2 separate regions of the Oncorhynchus mykiss genome follow, and region 1 is linked to region 2. Evidence: chromatin contacts called from public Hi-C data. All regions are on one chromosome and are shown on one strand. The core of a region is the stretch at or near the end of the contact, and the rest is flanking DNA. Distances in the headings are between cores, read along the strand shown. Region 1 holds the start of nsd1b (histone-lysine N-methyltransferase, H3 lysine-36 specific). Region 2 holds the start of znf346 (zinc finger protein 346).

Region 1 (5,245 bases), core at 1,114-3,613, 160 kb after region 2:
CATTTGGCCTCCAAACTTGAATTAAATAATTTTTTTGTGACCTGATAGGCCATACAAACGCCATACAAGTACAGTATGTCCGCTCTTCTACCTTTTCTACTTCTAGTGTCTACTTCCTTTTTTGAGGAGCATGAGAGAGGTTGTATTTTGTCAATATAGTAGAAATCTCACTATAATAGTGTAATTTAATAGATACATGTTATACAGAAAAGGTATAGTGCTTTCTATGTAACCAAACAACTTGTGATTAAAGTGCAAAAACTTTTTTAAAGGATCTTATCTAAAATGTATTCTATTGCATTGGATGTTTAAATAAGTAAGAGTAGGAGTTGTAGGGCCTTCGTGATTCTAATGTTCATAAGTACTGAAGTTCATAAGTACAGCTGCATGTCCTCTGAGCCAACGGGCTCATGTCTCATACACAATGCTGCAGGTGGAAGGGGGAAGAAATGGTGCGCCACTAACTAAGCGGTGGCCTAGTTCCTGTTCCCAAGGCCGCAGGAAACAACCTCCATAAGTCCTCCATTCTTCCCTTTCTCTCTGGCCTCCACAGGAGCGACATGGCACGAGCCTGGGAGTAAACCAACCAGGGCTTTAACAAACTGCTGCATCCACCTTACAAATAGACAACAATAATAACGCAATGGATGCACCGTTTTTTTACACACAACAACATGTTACTGTACATATGGTGGTTCTACCCACTTCTTTCCCCACCGGAATAAATGTCTGCTTAAAGAACACTTTATGGTGTTACGCGCTATGGCTCAGATGAAGCCTTCTTATGGAGGAGAAGGAGAGATTGTTTTGTTCAAAGACACTGGTAGCAATGTGACAGATGACAGAAATAGAAACTGTTACTCCTCTGAGGCATGTCATTTACTTGTAATAACAACCGGTTCTGTTTCTTTGCCAGATGAGTCATAACTCATAAGCAGGTTGGGAAGGTGATGGAGAGCAGGGCATCATCATTAAGGTGACAGCGTCACAGTGGATTAGAGGGGGCGACTGTCACCATCCTCAGAGCACAAAACCTAAATTAAGCAGTAACTGCTGTTAAAAGCTCTAATTTGCAGTTACACAATTACACTCATGCAATCAGGAGGTCGTATTAAGTATAATCAATGCATCATGACTTAGTTGTTTACTTTTGAGGGTTTTGCATTCACCACCACCAATAGCTGTTAGATCTGATTGACCCACTGACCTCGAATTATCAATGGGCCAATTACAGTTTTCAATACGTTTAGTAGTGTATTGAAAAAAAGAGTTACACTTTATACTACATATAACACTGTTATAACACTGTTAATGACATGACTTATGTCATTAACAGTCATGACTGTTGGTGTGCGCTTGTGACAGCAGACTTTGCACTGTCATCATGACACTGTTAATTCAATCAAATGTATTTATAAAGCCCTTCTTACATCAGCTGATCTCACAAAGTGCTGTACAGAAACACAGCCTAAAACCCCAAACAGCAAGCAATGCAGGTGTAGAAGCACAGTGGCTAGGAAAAACTCCCTATAAAGGACAGAACCTAGGAAGAAACCTAGAGAGGAACCAGACTATGAAGGTGGCCAGTCCTCTTCTGGCTGTGTCGGAATTGCCTAAGCCAGTTGGGCTATTTTAAACCTAGCTAATTACTTCATTGTGGCATATGTCATCATAAGTCATACAAGCTAAACTAATGTAGTAGGCGTAGAAATACGCCAGAGCGGAGTCCCCACTTCCCTTATTCAGGGGAAACAGCAGTTAGGGTTGAAACACTGTATCCCTGAAAACCGGCAACTTCCGCTTTCTTACAACACTGCTAAGGATGGTTATAAACTGACTTCAAAAGCTTACTGTTAATAACATATGGCTGTGTTAAAAGTGTTATAGGCCTAACAGTGTTATGTAGCCCTTATGACAGAGAGTTTTAGTAAAGGGTTACCAAAGAAAGCATGAGTATGGATACTGACATATGACTGAATTACATTACAGTCGTTTCATAGACTCATAGAGGACAGTTCATTAACATAAGTGACAAAATCAAGCTGTCAGTAAGTAGGCTAATAGGCAGTGACAGACTTTAGAATGGGCCTGTCAATCACTCTCCCACAAAGAGGCATGATGAACTCGTTTACAGATAAGATACTTGTAAGAGTCCACATTGTACAGGTGAAGAGTGAAAACAGCTCGGGTAGAGGTGGAGGAGCACAGGTGTATAAATCAGGCATGGCAGCATGTGGTGTAAAATAAGATAAGAATAGAGTGGTCCATAAAAAGGCTTACTTAAAACTGACTAACTTCATCAGAAACTCATGTGCTCCTGTTTCAAACCACCATTGTCTTCTGCTATGACTGACTTTGCCGACATTACGAACTGCACAGACACAGAGACAGCACAGCACAGAGGAACACACGGCTCACAACAAGATGATGATGTAAGAGTTTACTTTAAGTCGATTTCTTGACGGATATGTAAATAGATAGGCTTTACATCATGTTATATATATTTTTCTCGTTACAGTGCAGTCTATAAGGAAAGAAAGACGCGTTTAGTAGGGCTTGTAGACGCATGAACGTGTTTGATCTGTCGGGGCGCTATTTTGACTGTGTGTGTGCCCATCGCCGTACACTGCAGGCCCTCTCTCCCACCAGGCTCATGCGAGCGAGGCTGAGCAGGCAGCGCAGTTCTTCCGTGAGGCTTCAGATTTCCCCCTCGAACAAAAATATCGCATATTAATTTTATGGAGAGTGTGAAGACATAGCTTGCCTTCACGAAATACAGAACTGTTATTTGATTAACATCTTTGCATATTTAATGGTTGTGCATTTATCTAGGACGACTCCACTCCACCCCCTATCCACGGTCTCTACCAATATAATTTCCTTTGCAACAATCCACACAAATAAGACAATACGTGATTCAAACTCTCTTTTTACGTTCAGGGCATGATGGAGTCTATGGAAATGCCTGCGAATTATGGAACACTGTCCCCCTACTACACACACCAGTTACATTTGCCCGTCGTGAACCTTTCTTCTGTAACCTGACATATGATATACACAAAATATTATTGTGGAAAGTGGTTTATTCAATGGTGTTTAATGAATGAATGCAGTTTTGCATTGAGGCTTTGGAATGTTTTGGATGGATTGGAAATGTGTGCGTTGCGGTTCAATCTTTTTCGCTTTGATGTGAACTTCATATCGAGCATATTAACACTTTGTGGCCTGTTTTTTTGTGAACCGACTCCATTTTGAAGGACCCGGTGAGCTGAGAAAAAGGTTTTGCAACTCGTCTAAAGAGAAGGAAGCCATCTGTTTTCTGGGTAGCCTATATTAGAATGCATTTACATGAAAACATTCTAATCCAATAATTTAAAAGCGCATGAGATATGGGGTATGATATGATGCCATTGTTGGCACAGATTGAGCAAATGACAGGCATGACAGGCATGTCATAGTGATTAATGTGGATGACAGTAATTGAAAATCTATGTGATAATTAAAAACCAGTAGAGCGGAATATGCCCGTAATTTTTCCATCACAAATATTTTTGGTGGAACTCAAAGCCTCAGCAATACTCCAAGCTGGGGGTTGGGAGGCAGTGCCGATTGGTCCGCTCTCACACAGACACGGGCAGGCAGGGGCTGCAAGGGGCAGGTCGACAGCTAGGAAATAGTCATAATTTAATAATGCATTGAATATGAGGTAACAAGGAATTAGAAACTTATAGCACTGTATGATATGTCGCTGTAAATGGGTGGTTCTCTCAGTAAGTGAAATGCATGCATATATTTATCGTTTGAAGGGGCCGCCGGTGGTGTAAGAGCTATCGCAAGTAGAGTATATGTCCACAGGATCCTGGCCTAGTATTGCTGCTGCTGGGATTCTCCTCATCCGCTTTCACAAAATTCGAAAATAGCATATTTAATGATAGAAATGAAAGGTTTGACAGTTGTTTTTGCGGTGACCGACATTTAAATGGTAAGATTCTTGCGGCATATCATTGTCATACGCGTTTTTATTTGTTTAAACATTCCGTCATTGTGCACAGCATACATCTGTCGGTGGAAGTCTGTACGTATGTGTGGCAGTGTGAACCTGTGTGTCGATACTGTATGTTCGCGTGCCAGCTATGCACTGAACCGATATCTCTGTGGTGCCTCGTGAGCCATGGCACACAGAGTTGATGCACAGGCGCTGTCAGGAGCTGTCCATTTTATTCTTGGTTTCGCGATTTCTTCATCAGCCTTTTGAAATCAACTTAACCCTTCGTTGTTGCTGGGCAGGACAGCGTGTCATTACAGGTACTCTGGTCTAATTTTAACATGACCAGCGGCCTGCCAAACGCGCAATAGGTTGCCACAATTCCACGTTCTTGGCGGTGTAGCGAGGAGTGGAATGACACTGTTGACACTGTTGCCTAATACTTTATTTTTATTTTTTTTTAGGTGGGGAAAGATAACCATATCACATTTTTATATATAACGAAATTCAGTCATTTAAAACTTTCCTAATTTTACAACACTTGTTTTTTTTATAACATTTTTAATAACTTTTCAATAATATACTATTACCATCCCCATTTTTGCCACTTTCTATAATAGCTAACCACGAACAGTAAAACTAATTGTATGCGATCAATAATTGCAAATCCATGCAATTAAAGTTGCTATCACTTATTTTAAAAAAATATTTTTTGGGCCTATTTCTGTTTTTTTTATGTTTAGGATGGAGCCTTACCAGGATGAGTCGGCCCTATGAACTGCCCATCAGCAATGCTCAGGCCTGTCACACTGACCCAACAGTGACCTCTGCCCCCAATGACCCCTTCTCTCCCTCCTCAAAGCACAATAACCCCAATTCTAGACTAGACCCTCCACGTGCCATGCAGCTGTCCACCGGCCCTGCCCTCAAACCTCCATCCACCTATGGGTTCATGCCCAAGAACCTATCCTCTTCCTACAGTCCTCTGAGAAGGCTACAGCACCTGACCACCACGGTCAGCCACCCAGACCTGATACAGGTTGGAGAGGGGGAGAGGGAGGTCTCGCACACCCGAAATGCTGTTGGGAAAACTGACTTTGGGAATTCCTTGGCCCTCACAGCTCCCCAGCCAGGCAGGAGAGACACAGACACCAGTAAGACTAATCCTAGTGTGGAGAAGAAGAGTGACTGTTGCTTCTCTGACCCACCTAGTCCAGACTTTTCACTGGATAGCAATAGCCCTTTTGCGAATGGCTGCCT
Region 2 (4,787 bases), core at 2,101-4,600:
ATATATCAGTTATCCTTTTAGAGCTTTTGTGCCAAATCCACTGCGCTGTTTCATGTGCCAAGTTTATGGTCAAGTCACATAAGTTTGTAGGAGGGAGATTACAAGATGTGGGAAATGTGCAAGAAGGCATGGGATAGAGGATTGTGTAGTTTCAATGGATAAAGATGTGTGTGTTAACTGTAGGGGTGCCCATGTTGCTGGGGCTCGGAAGTGTCCAGTGCTAGAGAGAAAGCTTGAGGTGGGTAGACTCAGAGTATTGCAGAAGCTGTCGTATGCTAAAGCAGTGAAGAAAGTAAAGGAGGAAAGGTCAAGGGTGAGAGGATCCCTGTGAGTAGTAGATCTGTGCCAGCACAGAGGGATAGGCCAATGAGTGATATATGCTTCAGTAAGGTTAGCTGGCTTCTAAGCAATGGTTATCAACTGTACCGCAGAAATGGAAATTAAATCACAGAAAATAGATGTAGTGGTAGTTGCAGGGAAGTATTTGTGTGTACGAGATTTGACTTCAGAAGAGTTACAGGGTGTAATGAGTGGCGGTGTCCTTTCCTCCCAGGCTGTTGGCATGGTGCAGGAGCAGATAGGGTCAAAGTAGTGGAATGGGGTAGTGGGTTTTTAATCATTGTAAGGTTAGTTGGTAGGGTAATTAAATATATATTTGTTTTCAGTGGCGATCCGTCATTCAGGGCAGGTGGGGCAGAGCCACCTGTTTTGAGCCTCACATTTTTACCAAAGAAAAAATAACATGCCTGTTTTGCATGTTATTTTGGCATTAATACGTGTCACATATCAGTTTGCAAACAATGTAATAACTAAAATATATAATTGAGTTAATAAAGTCACATACAAACATGGTCTCTTTTTCTGTAGTGGTGGTGGTGGGGCAGCCAGTGGAAAATACGGAGTGTATGGGGTTGGGAATGTTCTCTAGTTGCACAGTGATTGGCTCAGTGTTCTGTCACTCATGGTGACACTATGTCACCAGCAAGTCTAAGGGTAGAGCTCGAAAATTCAAGCCACTTGGGTGCTGCTATAGATTGACATTAGAAGTGCCCATCCAATAAGACTCAAGGTCATTGGCCACAGATAAAATTACGTCAAATCACGTTATATCAACAGTAGCTTTGATTGGACTGATCATATTTTCAAAATCTTAGCAAGCAGTCATCATCATGAATAAAGTCAACAATATACTGGCAAATCCTTTTAAATCCTTGTCATATGAAGAGAAATAATGAAGAGAAATTATAGATAAAACGTATCGGTGCTCATTGGCCATTGGACATAAACATTACACAACAAGTTGGAAATGGCAAATTCAACAATGAGTGGTTTGGAAGGAATCAGTGGCCAACTGCAAGCATTGCAAAGCAATCACTGGCCTGCAATTCAGTGGAGTGGCTGTGTGGTCCAAAGTCTGGTTGTAAGGGCCTCTTTTCCAAGCTTAAAAGGATAAACATTCAACATTGGCCATGCTGTCAATCCAGCATGATTTCTTCCACGCTCAAAACAACTGTTAACTTGGAACTGGGAAATCTGATTTCAGTTAGTTCAAGACAAGCATTTCACATAACATCTGCTAATCACGTGTATTCTTTCAAATGTATTTCACCTTTATTTAACCAGGTAAGCCAGTTGAGAAAAAGTTCTCATTTACAACTGCGACCTGGCCAAGATAAAGCAAAGCAGTGCGACACAAATAACAACACAGAGTTACACATGGAATAAACAAACGCACAGTCAATAACACAATAGAAAAGTATATATACAGTGTGTGCAAATGAAGTAAGATTAGGGAGGTAAGGCAATAAATAGGCCATAGTGGCAAAATAAGTACAATTCAGCAAATAAACACTGGAGTGATAGATGTGCAGAAGATGAATGTGCAAGTAAAGATACTGGGGTGCAAAGGAGCAAAACAATTGAAATAAAATAAACAATATGGGGAGGAGGTAGTTGGATGGGCTATTTACAGATGGGCTATGTACAGGTGCAATGATCAGTAAGCTGCTCTGATAGCTGATGCTTAAAGTTAGTGAGGGAGATATGAGTCTCCAGCTTCAGTGATTTTTTGCAATTAGTTCCAGTCATCGTTCCAATATGTGACCAATAAAATGTTGTTTGATTTGAACTAGGAACTCGGGGAAAAAAACGAGCTCCGACTGGGAAAATACATTTTGAACGGTGATCCAACTCAAAATTGTAGGTCAGGAACTCCGGCCTCTTTCTAGAGCTACAACCTGAAGATCACTGACGTCATCATGATTCGACCTTGTTTTTTTTCAGAGTTCCCAGTTGTCTTGAAAGCACAATAAATCCAGAGAATGCCAGACTTTGATGACAAAGTTTGATGACAAAATTTGCCTACGAAGGACCGTCACGCCACCTTCCTGTTCAAGTGAGCACAGCACAAGAAGGTGAGTCCAAAAATGTATTGTATGCTGCTGCATAAATTATGTAATATGTCAGGGGGATATGCGTACTGTAGTTAATAAAGTGTACTAGGTGTATGTTGTGTAGTAAGCTGTTCGTAGCCCATGTGCTCCACCCTAATAAGTTGGTCTATTTTCCCTTCTTAATTTTGCCTACTGTTCTGATTTGGTGGTGCACATGTAGCCTATAACCTGTTTTAGAGAAATTTAATCATTGAATATTGTAAGAGCTTTCATTGTCTGCTTATTTGCCACCTTTATTTATCATACGGTTCTGACTTGGTGTACAGGGAGAGCACTGTAAGAACAGCCCATGTTCTGAATTCTGTCGCTGTACATTTCAGAAGTGCTGAACAAATTGTTATATTGACTACGTTTGTCCTAGCTCGCTCATTAATGTCTTAAAATTATGGATTGCCTTTTATCCGCTTGTCGTCCCCTTATGCCATAGTTTGTACATATCAATTGTCAGTACAAACTACATTTGTTTAAGCAAGTCAGCCATATCAGCTATGTTTTTTTAAGGCAGTAAATGAGGTGGAATTAACTGTTTCGCTGCCAGACAAGACTCCGCTGATAGAAAGATGTAGCAGTGGTAAGGTGTTGGAACTGGTACTGGGACAGATGTAGCAGTGGTAAGGTGTTGGGACTGGTATTGGGACAGCTTTATGTAGGCCCTAACAGATTGTGGGCACCGTTTGTCACTGTTATAGTGCAATTAATGTATTGTTTAGTGTTGTGTAGTGGCTTTGCTGGCATGCATTCCAAATATTTTTGTTTCTTTGCCCCACCAATATTTAAAATGCAAAAATCGCCACTGTTTGTATTTTTTACGTTTCCCTTTTTGTATCAGAAAGCGAAATGGATTTATACTATAGTTCAGTTGGGGGCGGTAATGCAACATATTGGATGCCAACTGCCGTTAAACTTCACCAAAGAAGAAGAACAATTACGCATGTACTCGCTGCTGCCGAAAGAAAACATGGCGCTCGAGGAACCTAATGGAGATTTTCCATATTTACCTTCAGGGGCGGTGGAGGGTAAACTCGCGTTATCCTATGCTCAATATCATTGACATCCACTTTGGTCTAGTATGGTTTATTTATTATTGCTGTGAGCAGAGCATAAACAATCAACGCTAGCTTTCAAGTAATACATTACCACTATGCTTGCTAACGGTAGCTATTTAGCCATTTGAGATTCAAGCTCCAAGGTCGATGCAAGGCATTAGTGAAGGAGTAATGTTTGTTAGTAGATGGCTTGCTATTTTCAAAGCCACCTTGGCCTTCTGAAGACTGCCTTTTATATGTGTGTACCTTTCGTCTTCTGTGTCTTTTTAAGTACATTTGCTAAATCAGTAGCTAGCTAGTAGCCGAGTTGTTCTCGTGCAGCTAGCAGACACGAGATCCACATAGCACGTTGGGAGCGATGAAACATCTGAAGTCCATTCATTTTCAGTGAAGTGGGCGGGAGGGCCTTTGGGCGATGTGAGCATGGGCAAGGGACGTGAACAGGGCGGACCAAAGTTGGGGAAAGCTGAACTTAATGCAAATACTCCGCGACATCGCGTTATTGACCAATCGAAGCTCACTATTAGTTTCCAGACCCTATTGGATTGGCTGTTGATACCTTCCACTTCCTAGTCTGTTTGCTCGCACCAACATCAGGTTGATGCAAGCCATCCGAATTTACAAGTTAAAAGAATCTCGGCCATAAGTGTTAAAAGCTAAGTGTACTAGCTAGCTACAACTATGCATAAAGCAATACTATACCTTAGCTGTGAGCTCATCACAGGCCATAGAGCATCATAGATAATGATATACCACCGATGGATAGATCTATATGAGTTGGTGATTCTGTGTTTTCTGTTTAATTAACACTAACATCCATTATTTTTCAGTAAACAGGATGATAAAGGAGAATGGTGACCTGTTTTCTGATGCCCTGTGCAAAGTCTGCAGTGCTGTCCTGAATTCTGACTCACAGAAACTTGCACATTATCAGGTCAGTGATCCCACTTGATTTTGACTCTTGTATGGTTGTTTTCTCAACCAGTATACAGAGCAGCAGCTGATGTTTTCATTATTTCGTTCTGTTTTCGCATTCTTTTCAGAGCAAAAAGCATGCCAACAAAGTCAGGCGCTACATGAGCATCCACAAAGAAGAGGAGCCCACCATCAAAAGGTTCAAGTTGCCTTCGGGAGACAGCGTAAGTTATTTCTCAGCTAGAAAATGTTTTATCCAGCACTTCTCTTCCCAGTAGAGACAGTGTTCATGGATAGAGCTCCCTTAACCTTTTGTCTTCTTCACGGTTGCTGCCCCCCCCCCCCCCCCATATTCAGGCCAACAGTAATGAAG

What was found. Hi-C and Micro-C count contacts between places; a contact is called where the count stands out from the background.
Region 1: a contact with region 2 is called in a Hi-C map of liver, with 6 times the contacts expected there. The contact joins the promoter of nsd1b here to the promoter of znf346 in region 2. A contact is called at or near these places in 2 of 3 Hi-C or Micro-C datasets (blood and liver).

Annotation. Positions count from the first base shown.
Region 1 is chr12:36,876,809-36,882,053 of USDA_OmykA_1.1, forward strand. It overlaps nsd1b (histone-lysine N-methyltransferase, H3 lysine-36 specific), which reads left to right and starts at 2,364. Exons shown (of 23, transcript XM_021623636.2): 1 at 2,364-2,432; 2 at 4,729-5,245. The coding sequence starts at 4,746.
Region 2 is chr12:36,711,878-36,716,664 of USDA_OmykA_1.1, forward strand. znf346 (zinc finger protein 346) reads left to right here and starts at 3,351. Exons shown (of 7, transcript XM_036937481.1): 1 at 3,351-3,469; 2 at 4,330-4,433; 3 at 4,543-4,638; 4 at 4,772-4,787. The coding sequence starts at 3,385.